Linked DNA regions of Hordeum vulgare: regions 2, 3 and 4 are each linked to region 1. Evidence: chromatin contacts called from public Hi-C and HiChIP or PLAC-seq data. All regions are on one chromosome and are shown on one strand. The core of a region is the stretch at or near the end of the contact, and the rest is flanking DNA. Distances in the headings are between cores, read along the strand shown. Region 1 holds the start of LOC123426768 (ultraviolet-B receptor UVR8-like). Region 2 has its middle 160 kb from the start of LOC123426769. Region 3 holds the start of LOC123426767 (acyl-coenzyme A thioesterase 13-like). Region 4 has its middle 130 kb from the start of LOC123426769.

Region 1 (2,936 bases), core at 349-2,848:
CGTTTTTACAAAATCCCCCCTCCCCGCGGTCAACGTCTTCCTATCCTATCCAGAGACCACGCACGCCCACCGCTGGCATCTCAGCTCGGGCACGAGGAGGCGGGGTCGAGGAGGGGGCGCGCAGGCGCGAGGAGATGGGGGCGAGGATGTGCAGGAGGAGCCGAGGAGGCGAGGGAGCTCCCAGCCGGTCGTCGGCTTTGGCGAGGAGGCGACCAGCCGGCCGTCGGCTTCGGCGAGGAGGCGAGGGAGCTCGGGGAGCTCGGCTCAGCCTTGTCGCCGGTGACGTGAGGCCGAGGGGGCGGGGTCAAGTATGCGTAGGAGGACGTCGGTCGCCTGCTTCCGACGAGGACGCAAGGGAGCTCAGCCCTGTCACCGGTGACGCGAGGCCGAGGAGGTCACCCATCCGTGCAAGCACCGCAATCGGCCTGTCGTGCTCCTCATCCCCCAATCAGGCGGAGTCCTTGGAGTGGCACCATGACAGGAACCGCAACAGTCTCCTGCCCGAATCACTCCTCTCGCACACTCCACTTTGTGAGCTCCAAGCCAGAGACCGCGTAGGGGAGCGAGATCTAGGCTCGAAGCCCCGCGGCAAGGCGCCGTGGGAGGGTGGACTGCACACGACGACCACGCCGATCCGGAGCCTGAAGCCTGGGCGCAGATCCGCACGGCCACATAAAGCAGCTGCCGGCCACCGTTGCCACGCCTCCGCCACAAACCCAGCCGCCGGTCACCGTTGCCACGCCTCCGCCACAAACCCAGCCGCCACATGTGCAGGCCCGACCAATCTCATTAGCCATCCATCTAATTCCTTCAGCGATGTGGCAGAGAAGTCGCCCCCATGTGCACCCGCTTTCTTCTGGAGTGCACCATTTGGACAATCCAATTTCCAAGTGGACTAGAGCACCTCACGCTCCCGTGGGTGTGTGTGTGGCTGGAGCACGAAGAAGAGAAAGGAGAGCAGGGCCTGGAAGAATGGTGATGCGGATAAGGTCCATGCGGTGGGAGATAGCTTAGTGTGGAATGCTTTTTTAATTGGCTGCACCGACCAAAAGCTACTAGATGTTGTTATACGTGCTAGCACCGAGCATGTGTGCTTTTTAAGATAAGGAGTGTTGTAAACTCTTCTTGCACTAAAAAAATTATGCTTTTAAATATGTTCATGCTTTTATTAAAAAAATTCAAATTTTCTGAAAAAACGTTCTAACTTTTTTAAAAGACCATTTAAATTAATCACAATGTTTCAAAAATTCTATTTCAGAAAAACATGTGTTCCAAAAAATGTTATTTTCACAACATGTCTCAGTTCTAAAATTATTAATGATGGTTATTAAAACTATATATAATAAATGACGCATACTAACACATGAAATAGGTTTTATGATATTTTTTGCCCGTTGCAACGCACGGGTATTTGTACTAGTTTTTTAAAAAAGAAAAGAAAAAAAGGCAAACCTGGCACGCACGATACATACAACGTACCCGTACGGCGATGATCCAGACGCAACCGTATCCATCTGATTTGGAAGCCGAGAGAAAAAGGCAGGGGTTGGTGCGCAGCGAGTTTAAAATTCAGATAAGCCGGGGAAGGCGACGTCGCGCGCTCTCGTCTCTTCACTCGCCGGGGCCGAACGAGTGGTCCTCCTCCACCTCCACCTCCGCCTCCGTCTCCATTCCCCAAACCCCCAACCTCTCGCAGAGCAGACCCACCCGCTGCAGGCCTGGACCACCACCGGTCACGAGGCCACGCGTCAGCGAAACACCCGCCCGCTCTCCGGCCAAGAAGCAAAGGGAGGCGGTCGTCGTCCACCTTTGCCGCCCTTAATGACGCGCGGTAATCCATCTCGCCGAGCTTCTACTACTACAGTCACCGGAGCGCGCTGTGAAGCGTCACATGGGATGGGCTTGTACGTACGCTAGCTAGCACATTTATTACGGCAGTCGGCAGGTCGCCCATCCCATCCCATCCCGTCCCACCGCGGCCGCCGTCCCTTCTCGCCTTCGCCTCCGGGTCCCGGCCCGCTTTAAACCCGCCCCTGGCCTCCCTGGCTCCCTCCCTCCCTAGCCATCGCCATTCTTGGTGTCGCTTAGCATAATCATTACCGATAATTATTGGCGGCCTCCCAGATATTTTCATCCGCTCACTTGAGTTCACCCCTCTCGGGTGGCCGCGAGAGCCCAGATCGGCGATCGGCAGATGGACGCGGCCCTATCCGCCGTCGCCGACGAAGCGCCGCCCGCTGTCGTCCTCGTCTCCGCCGGTGCCAGCCACTCCGTCGCCCTCCTCGGTAAGTCGAACGGACCGTTTTCTTTCTTTCTTTCTTTCTTTCTTTCCGGGCATGGGGAGCATTTCGTCGAGCGTCGTCTCGGCGCGCACAGGGCGGGGATTCTTTCCAGGTCCAGGTGTTAGTGTGGATCGTGGTGCTGACGGGTCCGTGCCGTGGCGGCGGCGGCGGCGGCTTGTGCTTTGCAGCGGGCAATGTGCTGTGCACGTGGGGCAGGGGAGAGGACGGGCAGCTCGGCCACGGGGACGCGGAGGACCGGCTCGTGCCGACGGTGATCAGCGGCTTCGACGCGCCGGGGATCACGTCCGTCATCTGCGGGGCGGACCACACCACCGCCTACTCCGAGGACGAGCACCAGGTCTACAGCTGGGGGTGGGGGGATTTCGGGAGGCTCGGCCACGGCAACTCCACCGACGTCTTCACGCCCCAGCCGGTCAAGGCGCTGCAGGGGATCAAGATCAAGCAGCTAGCCTGTGGGGATAGCCACTGCCTGGCCGTCACCATGGCCGGTGAAGTGCTCAGGTAAGACGGCTAGCAACAGTATGTACCAGCCGCCTTTCAAAACATGGAAAAGATACTATGTGTTGCTGAGAGGACTTTTCGGCAATTGATAAGATACCTGCACTGCATTGCTCTTGCTGATCTTCGAGTGAC
Region 2 (3,116 bases), core at 102-2,601, 200 kb before region 1:
GTTTTAGGTTTGTTTAAAAATGAATGTATCAAAATACTAAAACGTGACTAGATACATTTATATTTAGAAAAATCTAAGACAAATATTTTAGAACGGAGGGAGTAGTATTTTTTGAATGATTCTAGCGATCTAGGTAGACAACCATGCTAATATCATGAGACCAAACCGGTGACCCTGCTCGCGAAGGCTCAAAGGAAGGAAGTTGTTGTCGAAAAAGAAGATGTTATCATCGACGATGCACATGAAACCACGTCGAGAGACAACACAAGTAACCAACTCAGTCGACTAAGAATGACCAGAACAAAAAATTCCAAGGCTCATCAATAACGCCACACCAAGCGCCATCAAGAAGTGCGATGATCTTTATTTAAGATGACACCATCATCATGGCCATCCAAAAAAATACTACTTCCTCCTGTTCAGTTTATAAGTTGGTCATGGATTTATAGGCCTTCAATTTAACTAGGAATATATATATATATATATATATATATATATATTATATTTATGATTCATTGTCAAATGCATTTCTAGCCATATAATTTTTGAAGCATATTATACATGTTTTGTTAGTCAAATCAAAGACCTAAAAACTCATGCCCAACTAATATATCGACCCGAAGGGGAGTGGGGCATTTTTGCTCTCGGGCTCCATGAAGATTGATTTTTTTGAGAAGTTCAAAACTTAACTTTTTAAGTTTCAAAAAATCTGAAAATAAATACACAAGTAGTTATGGATGCATACTAGATGTGTGTAAATTTTTTTATGAAATAAGTTTTGATGTGATATGCGCAAAAAAAAGCATGTACTTTCATAGTGAATAGTACATGTGCAAGAAATGCATGATTTCTCATTTTTTGTGTAGCTCGCATAAACATATATTTCTCCATGAAACTTTACAGACAAGTAGTATACATACATAGGTATGTGTGTGTGTCTTTTTTAAATCTAAAATTTATTATTTTTTTATTTTTTCATATTTCAGGCTCGAGAGCTCGAGCTCGATTGGCAATTTCTGCCTAGCAGAGGGACAAAAGGCTGAAAAGAGGATCCCTCTCTTCCGCCTCATGGCACCGGAGTGAGATTTCTTTTGCGGCTTGGTTTCTCCGTGAGACGCTCTATCATCACTCCACGAGTGGTAAGTATAGTACTACGTCGACGTAATTGCAGTGTAGCACAGCCGCGCATAAGTAGCCGAGGCGAGAAAGAATTCTTTGTTCACCTACCCAGACGGAGATCGGGCGGGCGGATGGGGACGGATCCGCGCGGCGCGCCCTACCAGCCGAGCGTGCGTGCCATGCCCATGGGCGAGCTGAACTCCCAACCAGCTAACTACCAAACGTCGTACTACATGCGTTAAAGCCGGTGGCCGGCCGGCTTTATCGCCGTGGCCTCCATTGAGCGAGAACGTGCGCTATGGACTCTATCGGTGCCTAAAAACCCTCCATGATTGATGCATGCACGAGCGCGACATGTCTGGAGCTGGAACGTGCATGCATCCGCGCTGGCCTGCTATTGCCTATTCTCCCTTCCTAAATACTCCTTCCACCTCAATTTTTTCTGTTTTAGATTTGTCTACAAATGGATGTATCAAAATTATAAAAACGTGATTAGATACATTCATTTCTAGATAAATCTAAGACAAAAAAAATTAAACAAAGAGAATATTTTTTTAGATATTTCATTAAAGGACTACATACGAAGCAAAATAAATAAATGTACAATCTAAATTATGTCTATATACATTCATATATAGATTTAGTAAAATCTTTAAAAAAACTTATATTTAGAAACGAAGGCAGTATTTTTCGTTGCAGCTGATCAGTGACGTGTTCGTTAGTGTTAAGCAGGGAAACATGATGTTTTTGTTTTCTTGTGGCAGTTACGTTAGTCGACAGGAGTAATTAAACGGCGTACGTCCGGGAAGTCTAGCTGCACGTACTATGATAGTGAGGGTTTCACCTAAATGTAGCGGCCCAGTACACCGAGGGTTCTAGCTCACTGCCTGTTCTAGCTAATTATCGGATCACTGATGTGTTGTATCAGGACGGTTTAGTCACGTCTCGTTATCGCTTGTATCGGCTCGGCAATCCTTGTCGTACTGTTTCACCCACCACAGTCTTAATTTTTCATTAACGTACTCACTAGACTAGTACCAAGCCAAGGGACACAGAGTTTCTCCTCCGGAGCTCAAATCAGCTTGATAAACAGTAAAATAAAAAAAAACAATATTAACAACTGTTTTAAACGCGTTCAATAATTCAGCATGAAGTAACTTTTCTATAAGGGGTGGCAAAAAAACAAAAAAATACTTTAAAAGCGTTTTTTAGAGCATCGGTTTTGTTTTTTCAACACGTCTTATAGGAAGGGAAAAACTAATGCTCTATCGGCTGATTGCACGAGAAGTTTCGTCACCTGCGTAGCCATTGGATCGCCCTTGATCCATGCAACCTTAAATGTGTTCATTCTTTTTTTTTGCTTACCACGTGTCTGTTTGTCGTATCTTGCAATAACAACGGTATTGCAAACCACGTCGGGGAACGACGATGGCAGTTTACACAAGTTTTGGCGACATCAGCTATGTTGCACAAAATATTTACAACAAAATCTCTGTTGCGAAAGATTTTGCGACAAGAATTTGTTGCAAAAAATATCCTGCAACACAACCGATGTTGCAAAAAAAATCCGCAACACAACTATGTGATAAAAAATCTACAGGTGTTTCCGAAACACGATCCTTGTTGCAGAAAATATTCTATAACAAATACTATTACGAAAAAATCTACAGCCGTTTTCGCAACATGCTCTCTGTTGCAAAAAAAACTGCAACATAATCTATATTGCAAAAGACCCGTCAGCCACTTTTTAACACTAGATCTGGTGACTAGCGCCCCGACCGATCTTTTGAAAAGATTGGTCGGCGGACGCATAGCAGTGTCTTGTTTCTGCAACTGAAACGTTGTTTCAGGATTTTATATGGTGGGTGGAAGCGACCAAGCTGGTGATCGGACGGTGCACGCGCGTACATCGGAGGACTAATCGGGTGATGGATGATTACTACAAATCCACCGATGGACGCGGTCCCTTTATAGGAATGTTATTTCATGCAAAAAAA
Region 3 (3,220 bases), core at 355-2,854, 180 kb after region 1:
CCAAACTAAAAGATTGCACGTAATAATTAGTAATGAACAATATAACCAACATTTAAGATGGGAAAAAACCCACCAATAAAACAGAAATTGTATCACCATAGCATGAGTCATCTCAAAAAGACAAAAGCTTCTTAACTACTCTCTATATAAAAGGGCACTCCATTAGATTGCTATATGGTCACCATTAAGGAAAACTGAAGAATAAGTATTTAGAGCCTCCTAACTTCTGTCACCTATGAGCATACCTAATCATTCATGAACAAGTACAAAAATGTTGCATGGTTGTTATGCCAACACAATACACTCTACTGCTTATGCTCCAGGTCAAATCCTTATTATGAAAAAGAGGCAGCAAACAAGAATTTCTAACAACTCACACCAAGTTCAAAGTAATTGCCAAAACTAACCCCAGTTCAATCAAGTCTTCTTCCAAGTTCCAACAACTTGTTACCATCAGAAACTGGTTAGTTGTACATACGATACCAATGGAGGTACCACTGAGATCCCAGTCGACACCTAAGTGACACCTTCAGCTAGGCATAAAAATGTTCCTAACACCCAAGTCATGACAAGCATACCCAATTGCAACTTCCAGAACAATAGTCTAATTTTGACTTTCAACTGAAACTGCACTATAGTGTTGGAGTCAGCTGACCCAAACATTACGTAAAACGGATGGTAAGTTACTTATCAAAAAGTAATTAGTGTTGAACCAATGTAGTATATGATGCCCACATTAAAGAATTTTGGCTGGCTTCGCCCCTATCAGCAGGACGTAGTGTAATTACTAACACCAGATCCAATTCCTCGCCTAAGAAATAAGATGCGCCCTAAAGCGTTCTGAAATCTGAATAGAAACAACATGGTAGGAGCCTCATTGCGACTCAATTACTCCCCAAGTCCAATGCCCCAGCAAGTTCACAGGGCAGAATTCTAGCACGAATCGCACGTCAAATTTGACAGAATCAAAGTTTCATCACCAAAAATTTCATCCAGCATAAACTAAAATATGTTGATGACGAACAGGATCAGTGTCTGAAGCCTTAGTAAGGGAGAGAGAAATTGAAGTCTCACCCCGATGGCGGCGGTGTCGACGTAGGACACGCTGATCTCGAGGGAGACCCCGCTCGTGCCTACCCCGCTGGAGAAGAACACGGCCGAGCCCAACTGGTCTGCGAGCGATGCCGTGACGCCGCTGAGAAGGTACCCTTGGGGGCTCTGCAAACGAATCACCAAAATTCGAACCAAACACCACGCGCCGTCACGTCAGCGTGTGAAGACCGAAGGAGCAAGGAAGCTGGCGCTTGTGGTTTCAGCGGGGAGGGAGCGCGTGGCTTACGGCTATACGGGGGGTGACGACGAAGGAGCAGAGGACGCGGCCGTGCTCGGCGGCCTCGAGGCGGACGCCGCTGATGACGAAGGAGTCGTAAGGAGTGGAACCCGAGATGTCCGCGGGGGAAGCGGTGGGTTCGAGGGTCCGCCGCACCGCGTCCGGGTCCATGGCGCGGCGGTGGCGCTGGGGGCGGCGAGGAGGTCGCGGTCGCAGCCGGATCGAGTGGGGGTGTTTGGCGGGGCACGCAACACAAACACGAGTGGGTGGATACCCTGCGGTGTGCGAGCGTGGTTGGCTGGAAGCGCCTTGCTAGTCTGGCTCTGGCGGGTGAAGCTCCAGCTGACAAGCGGTCCCACGAAGTTGGTCTGCGAGGATATGTACAATGGTGCAGATGTCCATGATGCCAAAAAAAAATTGAGACGTCTAAATTGATATTTTTCTCTTCAATGTGAACTCTTACTAATGGACATCATCAAAGAAAAAGGACTCTGATACATATGTATCTCTATTTTCTATTTTAACTTTTTGTATAGAACCATGTTTTTTCTTCTGAAGCACTCGCCTTCTCCTAAGGATCACTTTAGACTGTCCGGACATATATTATGATCCTATATGACATACGGGACATCACCTTGGGGTGCATTGGTTATGCCGTGAGAGCAACCTGAACGAGATGACCCATTTCTTTCGTCCATGTTCGTTTGGGTCGCCGCGGACAAGAATGTCGGCCCAACGCGCCGACCTAAACCCAAAATGCGTCATTTTCGTGTCTGCGCCAAGGCATTTCTGAAATGAGTTGCCGCAGACATGAAGCGGATGCGTCGCGCGTTCCCTCGGTGTCTGTCGCGCCCCCACAAGTCAGCCGACCAACCACTGTATGCGGTCATAGTAAATGCGCCCACCTACTTCAGGCCCTCCTAGCAGTGGGTGGAACCGCCGCGTCGCCGTTCTTTTTTTAATGGACGCACGGGGGAGGGGGCTCATCCACTTCCATTGTCCGTCCAAATCTCTCCCCCCCCCACGCGTGGTCCCTCGCCGGTGACAACCAAACCCTAGTCATGGGGTTCTTCAATGCTTCCCACAAGAGCAAAGGGAAGATCACCCCTACGCATCCTCCTCCATCTCCACCGGCGCCTGCCCGCCCCGTGCAGCAGCGCGTGCATATTTCGATGCACGAGACGCGTTGGCACTTGTTGTACATGCAATCGGTGTCCTACCCGGACGTCACCCTACCGGACGACTGGCATCTCGATCCGCAACGAATCTCGATGTCGACGGTGCGGCGGACGCAGCGGGCACACACCAATGAGGTGCGCCGTTGTCGGGAGTTGCTCATGTCGGAACAACATCGGGTGCCGGCGTACGCTCTGGATTCTCCCAATTGGGAGAGGTGGTTCTCCCTCGAGCACGAGAAGCAACGCCGCCTCGGTGTTCAAGAGCACCACACCAACCCTCTACTGTTGGCTCGCCGCCCGTCGTCAGGCCGAAAGAGGAGGAGCGGGAGGAGGCTGTATACCAGGAGGCGCTGGCGACGGCCATGCATATCTCCATTAAGGAGCGGCGCAAGGCGGAGGCAGAGGAGGTAGACTACCAGGTGAGGTCGGCGGAGGCCCTCACCCTTTATGCGGTCGATGACTACATCGTGCCACCTTTGCCGCCGAGGCCCACTCCACCGACGCCTAAGGCCGAGCCACCACCGATGAAGTCGACGCAACGCTACGTATGAACCAAACAGGTACGTGAGTGGGTCCGTGCGCCCCATGTTTGGCTCGACGCGATGCCGGCGCAGGCGACCGCCTACCTCGAGCGCTGGAGGCAGCATGCATTAGCGGACAAACGCGCTGACGGCGAGAGGCTCATGAAGTTGGAGCGCAAGCAGGAGGAGCG
Region 4 (2,837 bases), core at 251-2,750, 220 kb before region 1:
TTGTTGTATTATGATTTGAATATTTAATTATATATATATTAGTCAATTTCAGCAAATATCACGTTTTTTACGGGCTGGTGAGAGCCGCGGCAGAATAGAACTCGCATCACAAAGTTGTAAAACAAAATATTTTAATTTACAATTTTGTGACACGGGTTCTATTTTACCACGACCTTGGACAACCCGTAAAAAATGTTTTTCGTGAACTGTAAATGTGTGATACCGTTCTATGATATACGGGTCGGCTAGAGTTGATAAGAGCAACTCTAGCAAACCCCGTAAAAGACCGACCTGCAAAATGGGTTTACAGGTCGCTGTAGAGCAATTTTGTGGAGCTATTTCGTGCGTCAAAGATCAGACCTCGTTTATGAAATTATAAAATTTTAAGAAAAGGTTCGCGGGAAGCAACTACTACATCATTCATCAAACTACACCATCGGTCTTCATCAAACTACATTAGTTCTTCATCAAACTACATAATTTTTTCATACTACTACTAGGTAGGGGGGATCTCGGGCCATGCAGCATACCCGAGCCAATGCTACCAAAAATGATGTATGCGGCGGCGACAACGCGACGGGGGAGCTAGAGAAGCTCAGTCGTCGTCAGAGTCAACGTCGATCCAGATCTTCTCCTGCTTGGACTTTAGGACGCGCAGGTCCGTCCTTGGACGCACTTGCATGCGACGCGGTGACCCCTTGTTCGAGGAAGATCTGTTTGATCTCGAGCTCGCGGCGTCCTCCGCTGCCTCCCTCACCGAGTGCTTCATGATGACGCGCATAAGGTGATCCTCCTGCCGGGGGGGGGGGGGTAGTCCTCCTGACCGACGACCCCTCCACGCAGCTGGCCGGCGTCGTGCTCGAGCTTGACGGCGAGCGGCCTGAGCTCCTCCGCCCTTCTCTTCACCAGAGTGATGGTCCGCGAGGACGAGGCGCGAGTGGACGAACTCCCAGCAGCAGAGGAGCCGGAGGAGCCGATGCGTCGAGCTACGAGCTCGCGCTCGTACTCCTCGAGCTCGTGGCGTTCGAAAAACGGCGGCGGCCGTAGTTCAGCAACCTCCGTGATCCCCGCTTGCGTGCTGCATCGGAGGTGCATCGGCGATGGCGCTCGGCGTCGTCCCCTCCATTTTCGTGGCCGTCCATGATCGAGACGGTCCGCTGGTGATTTTTTGTCTCGCCGGCGACGAAAAATTAGGACGGAGTGGGAGTTGAATCGCGGCGGAGCTGCAACAACGAAGGATAGGGTTTAATCCGTAAACGCGTAGTGAAACCGCATATATATAGGTTGGAGGGGTCTTTTTACGGGTCATGATAAAAAATTACGGATCGAATGTGTGATACGAGGTGTGTTGTGACCACCGAAACCGATCGAATCGGTATACTTGTTGAAATTTTTGTGCTAGAGATGAAGGGGATGGCGTAGCGTTCGCTCCATGAATGCGTGTGGTCATCATGGACCATACCCGCCCCATCTATTCTTCGCGGCGAAGGACGGCTTCATTTGCTCGGGGCCATGACCCGACCGCGACTGCTCCTAGCCGACCACTCCTACTATTCATTGCAGCGAGAGAACAAGTCATCTCATCAACGCTCCATCATGGTTTTTCATTTTCCTCGCAGATCACACATGCATTGTGTTTGGGCGTGCTACCGTGTAGAACGACGGACAGGGGGTGGCATCTCTGCGATGGAACCCTGCCTACCGTCTTTATGATGAGATGTCGTGAGATAGGAGGGAGTTCGATCGTCCTTGTGATCGACCAGCTTCGTGACACCTGTATAAACCAATTTGCAACAACAACAAAAAAGACACTTGCATAATCCAGGTTTCCTTCACATCTCATAATAATAATAGGGAATGCTCACCCGCCAAAAAAAAATGCAGGGACTGTACAAAAACTGACTCGAATTTTTAGGATTTCCTGGCGAACGTCCAGAATTGCCATATGAAAACAGGTAAAAGTGCCATGCTATTAGTACAGGATTTGTCATGCTCTAGAGCGAAAATTGCCACGTACTACAAAAAAAATGACAGAAAATTTGTTATGCAGCGCAGAGTAATTACTATACCTTCGAACGAGATCTGACAGTCCAACGAGCATTCACTTGGGATTGCTTAAAAATATGACGTTTGTTGGTTATAAAAATCATAATTGTACTATAGTTAGCTATAGTTTCTTCCCCTCTATTTTCTGCAAAATAGTTTCTTGCCCACAAACAGCGTGGATGTATAGCTAGCGGGTGTTGTGTTTGACCTGAATGATTTGGTATAATCTTTTCATTGTTAAATTCTCTGTCACTTCTCAATTTTTAACTCCTCGCTCCAGATGTATAATCAAGATCATGGTTTATTTTGAACCAATATCCCTTTGGTTCCATAATTCATGTCGTTGTTTTAGTTAAAATTTGAATTAAAATCATGACAAGAATTATGGAACAAAGGGGGTAGAAATTGATTGATCGTATCTTGGAATAAAAAGCATGCAGAGGTAAAGCATGGAATAAAATTTGAAAAGAATGGCAATTCTTTTAGTAGAATAGAATTAGAGAATTAAACTATGGAAAAACCTACAAACAAGAAATCTCTTTGTTGTTTCAGACCACCGTCAATTTCGAGCTACTTCCCAACATGATCCATCAGTTTAGGAGGGGTGACTAGACGGGCGACTGCGATGGCCCCCGCCGTCGTCGTTGGCCCTCGGCCCGGAGGACACAGGCGGGTGGGTGGCAGGTTTTGGGCGCTGGCGGACGACGACGAGGCTGATGACGACGACGTCCACTAGTCGGAGGTGACCTCGCCGACGCCATCGGACTTGATCTGCGAGTTCATTCAGGTAG

The links. Hi-C and Micro-C count contacts between places; a contact is called where the count stands out from the background. HiChIP or PLAC-seq counts read pairs in DNA pulled down with a chosen protein or histone mark.
Region 2: a contact with region 1 is called in a Hi-C map of seedling, with 2.7 times the contacts expected there. The contact joins the enhancer-like site here to the promoter of LOC123426768 in region 1. A contact is called at or near these places in 1 of 6 Hi-C or Micro-C datasets (seedling) and 1 of 1 datasets of contacts at active chromatin or transcription factors (embryo).
Region 3: a contact with region 1 is called in an H3K4me3 HiChIP or PLAC-seq map of embryo, with 2.6 times the contacts expected there. The contact joins the promoter of LOC123426767 here to the promoter of LOC123426768 in region 1. A contact is called at or near these places in 3 of 6 Hi-C or Micro-C datasets (leaf and seedling) and 1 of 1 datasets of contacts at active chromatin or transcription factors (embryo).
Region 4: a Hi-C map of leaf shows a contact between it and region 1, with 5 times the contacts expected there. The contact joins the enhancer-like site here to the promoter of LOC123426768 in region 1. A contact is called at or near these places in 3 of 6 Hi-C or Micro-C datasets (leaf and seedling) and 1 of 1 datasets of contacts at active chromatin or transcription factors (embryo).

What each region holds. Positions count from the first base shown.
Region 1 is chr2H:483,148,233-483,151,168 of MorexV3_pseudomolecules_assembly, reverse strand. LOC123426768 (ultraviolet-B receptor UVR8-like) reads left to right here and starts at 1,598. Exons shown (of 11, transcript XM_045110649.1): 1 at 1,598-2,285; 2 at 2,471-2,804. The coding sequence starts at 2,195.
Region 2 is chr2H:483,344,531-483,347,646 of MorexV3_pseudomolecules_assembly, reverse strand. No RefSeq gene overlaps it. Among protein-coding and RNA genes, the nearest start is that of LOC123426769, 160 kb to the left of the region's middle. Within about 2 kb of position 1,351, at least 3 of the 3 cell types and tissues checked have open chromatin away from gene starts, as enhancers often do. A contact at or near this core is called in seedling, where this site is marked.
Region 3 is chr2H:482,972,835-482,976,054 of MorexV3_pseudomolecules_assembly, reverse strand. It overlaps LOC123426767 (acyl-coenzyme A thioesterase 13-like), which reads right to left and starts at 1,604. Exons shown (of 3, transcript XM_045110648.1): 1 at 1,340-1,604; 2 at 1,075-1,218. The coding sequence starts at 1,501.
Region 4 is chr2H:483,372,919-483,375,755 of MorexV3_pseudomolecules_assembly, reverse strand. No RefSeq gene overlaps it. Among protein-coding and RNA genes, the nearest start is that of LOC123426769, 130 kb to the left of the region's middle. Within about 2 kb of position 1,500, at least 2 of the 3 cell types and tissues checked have open chromatin away from gene starts, as enhancers often do. A contact at or near this core is called in leaf, where this site is marked.